Linked DNA regions of Mus musculus: region 2 is linked to region 1. Evidence: chromatin contacts called from public HiChIP or PLAC-seq data. All regions are on one chromosome and are shown on one strand. The core of a region is the stretch at or near the end of the contact, and the rest is flanking DNA. Distances in the headings are between cores, read along the strand shown.

Evidence for each region. HiChIP or PLAC-seq counts read pairs in DNA pulled down with a chosen protein or histone mark.
Region 2: an H3K27ac HiChIP or PLAC-seq map of embryonic stem cells shows a contact between it and region 1, with 9 read pairs. The contact joins two enhancer-like sites. A contact is called at or near these places in 4 of 484 Hi-C or Micro-C datasets (bone marrow-derived macrophages and embryonic stem cells), 8 of 115 datasets of contacts at active chromatin or transcription factors (all in embryonic stem cells) and 1 of 9 other capture datasets (embryonic stem cells).

Annotation. Positions count from the first base shown.
Region 1 is chr10:87,682,567-87,688,343 of GRCm38.p6, forward strand. No RefSeq gene overlaps it. Among named protein-coding and RNA genes, the nearest start is that of Gm30073, 110 kb to the right of the region's middle. Within about 2 kb of position 3,610, at least 8 of the 459 cell types and tissues checked have an H3K27ac peak or open chromatin away from gene starts, as enhancers often do. A contact at or near this core is called in embryonic stem cells, where this site is marked.
Region 2 is chr10:87,924,192-87,930,467 of GRCm38.p6, forward strand. All of the region lies in intron 3 of Igf1 (insulin-like growth factor 1), which reads left to right. Among named protein-coding and RNA genes, the nearest start is that of Igf1os, 64 kb to the left of the region's middle. Within about 2 kb of position 2,665, at least 82 of the 459 cell types and tissues checked have an H3K27ac peak or open chromatin away from gene starts, as enhancers often do. A contact at or near this core is called in embryonic stem cells, where this site is marked.

The DNA of each region.
Region 1 (5,777 bases), core at 2,360-4,859:
AGAGAAGGAGAAGAGTAGAGAAGCAGAGGTCAGCCATGGCCACATAAAGAGGGGCAGAAAGGAAGGCAGAGAGATGGGGAGCAAGAGTAAGAGCAAGATAAGAGGTAAGAGAGTAAGAGGTAAGAGCCCTTTCCTTAGTATTAAGTTTTTCATTATAGAGGTCTTTTGTTTCCTTGGTTATATTTATTCCCAGGTATTTTGTGTGTGTGTGCCCATTGTAATGGGGTTATTTTCTTGGTTTATTTGTTTTTAGTCTGTTAACTATTGATTATTGAGAAAACAATTGATCTCTGTGTATTAGTTTTGCAACCTGCCACTTAGTGAAGATGTCTATCAGTAAGAGTTTTTTTTTGTTTTTTTTTTTGTTTTTTTTTTTTTTGTTTTTTGGAGGCATCTTTTACATCCCTTATAGAAAGAATCATACTATGTGCCAATATGGATGCCTTGATGTTTTCCTTTCTTATTTTATGCCTTTTCCCCACTTCTGTTGTCTTTTTTGCTCTAGCTCAGACTTCAAGCTTCACACAGAATGGAGGTGGAAACAGTTGCACTCTTGTCTTATCTCTGATGTTGACCTTTATTTAGCATGATGTTAGCTATAGGTTTATCATATTTAGCCTCTATTATAGTGAGATAAGTCCCCTCCATTTCTAGCCTCTCCATGACTTTTATCAAGAAGGGATGTCGGATTTTGCCAAAGGCTTTCTACATCTATCAAGATGATCATGTGATTTCTAAATTTGTCTATTTCTATCATGGATATCATTTACTGATTTATGTGTGTTGAACCATCCTTTCACGTGTAGAATAAAGTCAATTTGGCTGTGCCATGAAGGGCTTTTTAAAATAGGAGCTTGAATCGGGCTTACCATTATTCCATTGCAAAGTTTTACATCTATGCTCATCAGCAAGAGCAGCCTGCAGTTTTCCTTTCTGTGTTTTGTCATTACCAGATTTTGGTGTCAGGATTATACAGGTTTCATAGGCAGATTTGGATTTGAGAGCCTTTCTATGTCTAATGAGTAGTAATGGTGTTGATTCCTTTTTGAAGTTCTGGTAGACTTCTTCCTTAAAGCCATCTGATTCTAGGATTTTTAGTTGGTTGGCTCTTTGTCATTCCATCTATCTTTTTACTGGTCATGGGCCTTTTTAAACTGTTTCATATTGCTTTAATCTTGTTAATTTGTATGTGTCTAGGAATCCATCGACTTTTTTTTTTTTTTTTTTTTTTTTTTTTTTTTTTTTTTTTTTAGCGTTTCCAATTTTATAGACTATGGGCTTTTAAAGTATGAACCTTAATGATATTCTTAATTTCTATGCAATCTCTTGCTGAGACACATTCCATGGAGTAGTGGGGAAGATTTCATGTCTGGTATTATACTTCTGATTAAGGCCCATGGCCAGGGAAACCATGGGCTCTAGGGTAAAATTTGATATTTTTATTTTGCTTACTGGTGGTGCTCTCAGATGTCCATCTAGATATTTATGCTCACACCTACAGACTTTGGATGTTCTCAAATTTAGTCAGATAAGCCTCTTTGTATGGGGACAGCAGTCAGTGGAAAGATGAATTGGTCAAATTACTGAAGATAAGAGATGAGCACGCAACCCTAAATGGGCAGTCTACATTAACCCCCCTACCACCACCACCATCACCAAGACTCGGCAAACATTGAGGAAGAGGAAAGAATGGAAGGGCTGTATAATGAGGAAGAATGTTGAGCTATTTGTGTTGGGCCACAGTGGTAAGAGAATTAATGAACACTAATGGAAAATTGTGGTCTCCAAGTACCTGCTTGCTGGCAGACACTGAGAAACCATAGAACACACTAGTGGTTTTTTATGCTTTTTTTTTTTTAAATCTTTTGAATTAACTTTGTTAGTTGATGTTTTAATAAAAAAATGGTTCACTGAGGCAATTCATTAGACGTTGCATCTATTTTAAATTTACTTCAAAGTTGCTCAAAATAATGGTTTAGCTGACTAACTGCTTAACTGATATTTCTTTCTCCAGGGCCACATTTACCTCATGGCTGAAGGTTTTTTGTTTTTGTTTTTGATTAGATATTTTCTTTATTTACATTTCAAATGCTATCCCCTCCCCAGTTTCCCCTATGAAAATCCCTTATCCCCTCCCCCTCTCCCTGCTCCCCAACCCACCCACTCCAGCTTCCTGGCCTTGTCATCCCCCTATACTGGGGTATAGAACCTTCACAGGACCAAGGATGGCTGAAGTTTTAATTTTAACAATTTTTAGTCGCATTTTATAAACTCATAAGAGAGTATTCCTTATCAGTACACATAAATGAATGTTTTCATATATGTATATATACATATATACATATATGTATATAATGTGTGTGTCTGTATAAAATATAGAGACTCAAACATATTTCTGAGCATTTCTGCAGTCTGCATTAGTACTGCATTGACAGAGCTCCCTTGCCCTCTTTTACCACCAAGTCCCCCTGTGTCTTTACCACTCCCAGCCCCATCTCACATTCATGGACTCTGCTTAAAAATTATCATTATGGAAGTGTATATACACATACTTACACACATGTATACATATAAACACAACCTGCTAAAAGCATTTACTGTGGCTTGGATGTATATATTTTTAGGGTTGACCAGCTGGTACTGAATAACTAATTAGGGGCCTCTCTTAGTATTCATTATTTGTTTATAGCTTTTCATCTAACAGCAGGTCCTGGTGAGATTTCCCCCATTTTCACTGGCATGTCCACTGGTGTCATTGTTCTGGTCTCTTTAAGCAATTTACTATTAAGACTTCATGAATGAGGCTTTCCTGTTATATCCAGAAGACACAACTTCCCAGTATGCCCTGGTCTTCTGAGTCTTACACTCTTTCTACCCCTCTTTTTAACCCAAGACGTAGCAGGTTATAGTTACAGACAGACAACAGAAAGTGATATTCTGAAAAGGTGACAACTCTATCTGTGTTATTTGAACAGGAGACTTCTCAGAAAGATCCTTATGTAGAAAAGAATCATGGTGCGTGCATACCCTTTGCTTCATGCTGTACACCTGAACAAGGTGGCCGGAGTCCTGGTAGTGAACTTAACTGAATCGCATTAAGATTAGCAGAGGGGAAAGATGGAAAGAACCTGTCCCACTGGATGATACTGTGGGCTTTCTGTAGCTCTGAGTTGCTCTCCAGACATGTTTTTAGTATGAAACAAAATAACTGTATCTTCCTTCCACCATCACTATCTGAGTTTTAATTAGCCACACATGTCCTTTTCTGGGTGTTTAATTAAGTTGTCATTATCTCTGTCAGGTCTTTATTTACACTTTTACTTAAAAAACTGTTCTCAGTTGTAGAGCAGGCGGTTGTATTTCTTTGCTTGGAAATCAGTAGGCTCTCTGTGTAAATAGGATGTGCTGAGGGCTATTTCTAGACAAAGGAAATTTTAATTATGTCTTCTGTAACCTCTGTTCCTTGACTTTCATATCCTTTGTAGCCTCCCATTAGCCTGAAGCAGGCTGAGCCAGAACTTGACCTTGCTGCCACTAAGGAGATTATCTAGGGTGGAGCCTTCCTCCCTAGATCACTCTATTGTTGAGCCACAGTTGCTGTTCCTCTTCAAGATACTGCTACCTGCGGAGACTACACCCTAGCCTGCACATCATCACCTGCAGCTGATTCCAGGCTCCAAGGATGAATTGGCGGGAATGGACTCCCCCCCCCCCTTTTATAAAGTGTGTCTGCCATTAAAAATTTGAACCTTGAGCAGACTAGTTGTCTTGGTTCCATTATTTCTCAACCCGCCTTGGCTCCCTCTTTTCAGTTCCAAGATGCCTTCCAGGCTCGAATCTGGACATGTGAGCCGCTGGCCGGCCCCAACATCCTTCATGCTTACTTTAAGACACAATGGGGGTAGAGTTCATTTGCACATCTGATAGCCAGCCTCCAGCCTGCCTTTGTTCCAGACTGTTTCCTGATCTCTTCTAAATGGGATGGCTTGGCCTCACACTATCTCTAAGACACAGTTGGGGTTTGGCCTAGAAATATCTTGCCCATGATGAAATGTAGTCTGAGTTGATGTGTCAGTGGAAATGTAACCTCCTCTTGTAATAAGTACCTGAGGTTAATTTATTCTCAGACAGCCAACTGTTCAAACCCTGTTCAAGAAAAACAGATAAGTGTGATAACCAGTAAGAGACAAGTCTGTACCTCACAATTTTTTTTTTACCCTATAGGCACATCCCATTTTCTGTCTACAAATATAACTTCTCATGATCTGGGGTCAGACATGATCAACCATTTCTGATCTATACTGCCACTCAATTCTAGAATATCAACGCTAATTGAATGTGCAAAGCTCTACTTGCTGTAATGTCTCTTTTAACACTGATGGGCCTATGGAGACGTAGCTCCTCCCTCTATCTTACAGTTTCCTCCAAACTCCAAGCTGTCTGACTCCTACTATTGTCAGAACAGCTCCTGTTTTTTTTTTTTTTTTTTTTTTTTTTTTTTTTTTTTTTTTTTTTTTTTTTGCCACTGCCCTCCCCATGGTACTTGGCTTGTGAGAACATTCTCCCTCCAAAAGCATGGACCAATTAAAGACCAACCTTGCATTACAAAATTACTACATTCTTGAACTTCCTACCTGCTTTCTTTCTTTCTTTTTTTTTTTTTTAAATATTTTTATTAGGTATTTTCCTCATTTACATTTCCAATGCTACCCCAAAAGTCCCCCATACCCTCCCCCCGACTCCCCTACCCACCCACTCCCACGTTTTGGCCCTGGCATTCCCCTGTACTGGGGCATATAAAGTTTGTGTGTCCAATGGGCCTCTCTTTCCAGTGATGGCCGACTAGGCCATCTTTTGATACATATGCAGCTAGAGTCAAGAGCTCTGGGGTACTGGTTAGTTCATAATGTTGTTCCACCTATAGGGTTGCAGATCCCTTTAGCTCCTTGGGTACTTTCTCTAGCTCCTCCATTGGGGGCCCTGTGATCCATCCATTAGCTGACTGTGAACATCCACTTCTGTGTTTGCTAGGCCCTGGCATAGTCTCACAAGAGACAGCTACATCTGGGTCCTTTCAGCAATATCTTGCTAGGAGCACATTTTAAAAGGACCTTGAAAGACAGACCAGGGCCCAGATGAAGAAAAAAAAATCAACCATCCCACTTAAAAACATATCACCTATTGTAGCCATTTTCAATCTGTGCATCTCAACCCCTTTGGAAGTTGAATGACCCTTTCCAGGGTTTCAGTTATGAAGTAGCAACAGAAAGAATTTTATGGTTGGGGAGTCACCACACTATGAGGAGCTGTATTAAAGGGTCGTGGCATTAGGAAGGTTGAGAACCTCTGGCCTAGTGAAAGCATAGCTGCCTAGTTTTCAGATTTAGGAAGAGTATGACATCACAGAGCCAGAGAGCAGACAGACTGAGGTTGGAGGAAGGGTGGTGGTGGTGGTGGTTGTGAAATTTGATCCTCCCTTGTTCACATGTCCCTTCTGGAGTCATGCCTATAGAGCAATGACTAATTTTCTCACTCTGACTTGCCCTCCTGACTGACCAGAAAAATCTGTCAAAAATCACACCAGATTCTATACCTAAATCATGCTCCAATTCAGACTGAATGCCACCCCTCTTCCTAGGTATATCACCGTAATTGTTAGCTTTTACTGAGCCCTATCACATACCAACACACAATTTTAAGGGACATTTTTATAAACTTCTCTTACTATTTTAAAGTTAAGCTAGGAGACACTCTACTACAGTGTATGGATTTGGCAT
Region 2 (6,276 bases), core at 1,415-3,914, 240 kb after region 1:
TATGCCACTGGCTTTAGTGAATAACCTTGCCATAAGCCTACATAGGAAATGCTATCATTTTCCCTGCTATGGAGATAAGAAAATAAACTGAGAAAGGCTAAATGTCTTGTCAAAATCTTGCTCTCATTTGTCCAAGTCAGGATACACACCCAAGATGGATCCCATTTGGCCAAGTCAGGATACACACCCAAGATGGATCCCAACATGTTAACCAGGCTCCCCACTATTCCATTCACTTCTTAGTTAACACAGATTGTGCCACAGTCATCAGCGTAAGTTCTGAGACAGGAGAGGGTCATTCTATATTGCTTTGTGAACACAACAAGTGGCCATACAATGCTTACTGTTGACCTAAACTCTACCCCATTGTTTCTGCAGAAAATTTAAGTCAGTATAAATGAGAAGCCACATTTGCTATTGGCTTTTGTTTCTCAAACACCCTGCTTGAGTTTAGGGAGGATACGGAGATAAAAGAAATATGTCCCCCCAGCCTCAGGGAGCTTCCCTTTAAGTGGGGAGATAAACATGTTCAAAATTTACTCTAAAACATGTCAGTATTCTTACAAAAGTCGGCACACCAAGGTTGCACACAAGCCAGACTAGAATAGCATTGCTAAGGGCCAAGTTCACAGAGTGGATCTGAACCAACTGTCTCTGATATGGAGCCTCCATGCACACAATGGTAGCTATCTCCCTGTGCTAAATAAAAGTACTAAAGTTAAAGCAACCAATCAAATGGCTTGGTGACATCAGTGCTTTTACCCCAACTCTTTCAAGTTATAGAAGAGGAAACTGAGGCCAGAACAAGTCAGTGACTGTCTAAAGTCACATAACTCTTGTGAGGTAGGGAATCTGCGATCAAACCTAGACATGGAAGCCCATGGCTTCTGGGAAAACAAGCAAGACTTGATAAGAATATGTACCTATATCAAAGAAAATAGTTTAGTAATTTGGGAAAACCATCAAATAGCAACAATACCTGATCCCAAGAGAAGAAGAGTTAGAAAGGAGCTCGGGTAGGACTGTCTGAGATTAATATCAGGTGTTAAGGGCAGTGTAACAACCATAGGGGGAGTCTTTAAGACAACGTTGGCCACTGAAGATGTATATTTTCTAAGAGTGTGTCCAGTCTTTGTATTCCCACTACATTCAGACACAGCTTAGGTGAAGAGTCAGCCTGGAACAATAGAAATGTTCAAAGGAAGAAGTCATAGGGATGGAGAGGAGTAACTAGAGATTCCCATCAGATTAAAGGAGGAAGAAAGCCGTGCTAGGAAGACAGCCAGAGGCTAGGCAAACTAAAATCATGTACACACGTGTGTGTGCCTCGCTCCTAAAGAGTCAACCATACACAATAGGAGTATGGGTCTTTCGAACTATCCTAACACTCAGCTTGGCTACCAAGAAGGAAAGGCCAACTGGAGTGTCCTGGAATTTGAACTTGGAATTCCTTGAAGTCAAAAGATGTCAAAGCTGGTAGCAAGACATCTGAATCATCCCGCACAGTGCCAGTGCTGTGTGTTCCAATCAGAAAAAACAAAAACAAAAAACAACAACAACAACAAAACCTACAGCATATCCTTTTCAACAAGTGAAGAGTTGCTGTCTGTGCCACCTGTCAATCATCCACTGTTCTTTCTTCTTCTATTTGTCCTTCTATGGAGAAGGTCACTGCTGAGTTAGTACTTTGTTCTGTAAATAAGATGCTAATGTTCTATGCCAGACATTATTTCCCCAGCATTTTTTATAGGATGCCAGGCCCTTCATAGACTATGCCCTACAATACTTAACTTGTTTGCAGTGGGTGGAAGATGGAAACACAGTCTATTGAAACTATCAAGGCTTCCTTCCTGAAGTTTATTAAAGAGTCTATCATCTTTCTTTTATATCCTTTCCCCTAGGCAAACCCCGACCCAAAAAAATAGGCATGGTGAAAAAAATAAGAAATAATAATATCCAAGGAGATAGCTCTTGCTAACTGGAAGTGCTACATTTCTAGATCTCTATAAACAACCATGCGAATGTAGCCAAGCTGACATTGTGGTCAGGAAGGACACCCACCCTGTTATCTTACAGTCCTCTACCCGAGACATCATGCCTTCATTCATAAACCAGCAGGGGAGGTGGACAGCTGATGACATCATGAGCTACCACTGTTAGATCTTTGAGACTTTTGAGATCTTTGAGGTTTTTTTTTTTTTCTTTTTTCTTATCTCTTTGGAGTGGTGAGTAGCAGAGTAACTAACAGGTCACCTCCAGAATCAGAAAGCACTTCCATAAATCTAAACCAGAAGCCCAGCTTAACTGTAATAAGAAATGTCAAATGATCATGATGCCAGTGCCCATCCTGTGTAATAGTGTGGGATAAACAAGAAAGCTTAAGCAGAAGCCATGGATGACGTAACCCTTAGCATGTGATGGATGCTTCAGTGATGATTACTGTCATTGCTTCTCTTGACTCTAACAATCACCTTAGAGGAATCTAACGGTTCCTCTGCGGCCTTAGGCACGTCAGTAAATCTTAGCAAGCCTCAGTCTGGAAATGGAGTGGACACAAATAAGGTCACCTTGCCAAAATGGATGTGAGGAGCTGGTGAGAGAATTCACTCAACCATAAAGCCTCAGCAGGTGTCGAATGAGATTCTTGTGACATTTGTTAGTAACCTCTGATGACCTTCACTCTCAAAGAGTCTAGGGGTAACTTTTCAGGGGAAAGTGTGAGAGCCGTGGAAGAGAGTAAACGGCCTCCGTTACAGATTAATCCCTTCCCCAGCTCATTCCTTAATAAGCTGGTTAGCCCTTCTTTCAAAAGGGTTGGTTTCTTTCATCAACCCCAGAGAGCTGGAGAACTGGCATTTTTCTTTTAAATCTTACCTTCTCTGGTGTCAATTGGAAATAATATTTACTCACTACTGTTTTCCTTTCAAAAAAATCTGTCTAGTTGCACACTAGAAACAGTTTCAGCTGGTTTGTTTGTCTTGGACAAGCTGCTGAAGTGAGAAAAAAAAAGTTTTTGCTTGGCTGCATGTGAAACTGTTTCATAACCGTTCAATAAGTGCATTGAAGGTGGGTGCCAGCTCCGAGGAGCGCTGCTCCTAAAGGACCTCCACTTGTAGACTATTGTCAAGGGTAACCAGCATAATTAAATTAAGACAATGAGAAAAGCAACAGATGCAACTGAGACCAAGTCCCTGAGTGCTTTTGTTAGTCACTATCATTGTCTGCAACAAAGAAGTCACATGTGAGAGACTGGGAAGGGAGCCAAGTGCAAACTAGACTGCACAGCTGGTTTTAAATGGGTTCTCTGAGCCTGTGTGCCTGGAAGCATGCTACTTAGAGCAGTGGATGAGGTGGGTGAGCTTCGATCCACCCCCCACCCCCTCACCCCACCTTGTCCTCCCGCCCCCGTCCCCCCTGGAGGAGGCTGAGTCAGACCCATGGGATAACCACTAGGGGACACTTCGGCTCAACCGCACCCTGCCTATCTTCTACTTTCAGAGAAAAGAAAGGCCCAGAAGATAAAGATCTGTAAAATGGCCAATCGAACCTCATCTCTCCACTTTCAGCTGCTGCACAACCCTTGTGCGCATTTAAAAAGTAAAGTACAGAAGATACCTAAATGTGATCTTTAACAAAGTTGCAGCTCAGCTTGAGAATTGGAGATTCAACAGATCATGGGATTCCTTTCGCTGTTGCCAGTTCATTCTTGAGCTGGTCTACCGTGTACATTTCTTGACTCCTTTCTTTATTTCTAAGCTAGTGTGCATCTTAAATAGGAAAGAAAATATTCAAATCCAAATTAGTATACTTCCCTATATGTTGGTTCATTTAGTTAGCAATTTAGTAGAATAGTGCCATCCTTAAAACTATTCCAAGCTTTTGGTATGATAATCAGATGAGCCCATATGTAAAGTTTCTAATAGTTTGGAAACTTTAATGACCCCATTCTTTTGCCAGATATCTTCCTTTCATTTCTCTATTAAAAAAATGATTATAAGAAGCAGAATAAGGAACAAACGTTCATCCATAGCTTAGTGGGTAATGCTTTGTCCAGCAACAAATGTGCGTTGAGGGAACTTTATAAGATGTATGCTACATAAAGGGAAGGTCTCAGGATTTTTAACTGATGGCACTTCAAGGTGCTCTACTCAAGGCCCCACTTCCTGTTGGCCTGCTTCTTTTATAATGGCCATGAACCTGTTACTTTAAAGAGTGATGTTTATATAATGCCACTTTTCTTCTGTTCTGTCCTTATGATAATGACCATTGACTCACAAAGGGATAGTTTCCTTTCATGTTTCATGAAGGACTCAGAGGCAGAACACATGTTCCAGTAGTGATGATCCATTTGTGTGATAAAATTCTCCACATGTCTAAGAGGCTTAGTTGATAAGTATTGGTTTGTATTTCTTTGGTTGGGTTTTTTTTTTAAGATTATTTTTATTTTTATGAGTACACTGTAGCTGTCTTCAGATACACACCAGAAGAGGGCATCAGATCCCATTACAGATGGTTGTGAGCCACCTTGTGGCTGCTGGGAACTGAACTCAGTGGTTAAGAGCACTGACTGCTCTTAACCACTGAGCCATCTCTCCAGCCCTCGTATTTGTTTGTATTGGTAGTATTCATCAGTGTTAGATCCTCTCCCTCTCCCTAACTCTCTAAAGTCTCTTAGTTCCAAACAGCATTGAGACTGAGTGGGTGTGCATTCCCTTAGGTAGGAGAAAAGTTTGGCAGTTCTGAATGCCAGTGTGAGAATGACTGGTCTTGACAGAAACATGTCCCAATGATAAAAGCTACTGTGACTTATGGCGTGTCATTCTGTACCTATAACTGTCTACTGCATCCTCCTACAGAATGCCCTCTGATTAGAGCTAAAGTAACCTGCAACATCCCAAATGAGACTCAGAGTTTTAACACTCACAAAGCCGATGAGTCTCTAGTCTCATAGGACTTCTGTTCTAAACAAAATTCATATTCCTTCAGTGACATCTTTATCTGTTGAGGAAATAATAGGGATATCAACTCAAAGTAGTTGGCATTTTGGCCTTGGGAGGGTTACTTTCTGACTACTGTGACATGACAAGGGCAGGGAGACATCTCAGTTGGTGGAGAACTTACCATTGAAAGCATGAGAACCTGAGTTCAGAATTCTAAGCATTCCTATAAAGAATCGGCAGCCAGGCATTGATGCTCAGAGAGTAGAGAGGAAACAGGCAGATGCCCTGAGCTTACTCTTCAATATTCTAGTTGTGTTTGATGAAAAAGTCTGTTTAAAAATAAAATATTGCAGCTCCACAGGTATAGCCACATACACATTTACATACACACCCACAATACACACACACACACACACACACACACACACACACACACACACATACATGAATACAAAGACGACACAAGAAAGAGAAGAAATGAATAATAGCATCTAATGCTCATGTTGATTATGCCTCTGGTCCAGAAAAGGGCCTTCATGAATGCCAAATCCTTGCTCTTATAACCTAGATACTATTGTTCCATTTTATGGGTGAGGAAGCAAGTTCACATGGTCGAAAGGAGCCGAGGATAGGGGGTTGAGCTCACATCAAACTGTTGTGATTTTTACCTGATTTTTCAATCTTCTGCTCCAAAGATGCTCCATAGGAGGTGGGGAAAAAACATTATTTAAAGCAATGTTTCCTTTTTACAAAACAGTAGTATAAAACAATGTGTAGCAAGACAATAGAGGTAACCCCAGGATCTGATGGGTTTGGTGTTGTTGGGTTGGATTGAGTTGGATTGGATTGGGTTGGGTTGGGTTGGGTTGGGTTGGGTTGGTTTGGTTTGGTTTGGTTTGGTTTGGTTTGGTTTGGTTTGGTTTGGTTTTGCTCACTGGGAAAAATATGCTTCCAGTCAGAAGGTTAGAATTCTCAGCATGTCCTTCTTGTGAGTGAATCTGGGAAAGAGGCAGATAGACAGGGTAGCCTCTTGGTGTAATTATGAAGCAATGGTACCTATGCTATGGGTGCTCCTAGAGCCAGGTCAAGTTTGGTTGAATTATTAACTAAAGACCTGACCATCTGTATGTTTCTCAAAGAATTCAAGACTCCAAACCCTCCTTAAGATAGGTTGGTGAGGCATAAGATACAAAAGGCTGAGGGCCAGTGTTAGAATCGGCTGGCACAGTACCTAGAAGGAATCAGTACTGGCATCCTACAGCACAAGAACCAAGGGGAAGGTGGTTATAAATTCTAAGATTTTGTTGTATCCCATGTAAAGAACTACAAGAGAGCA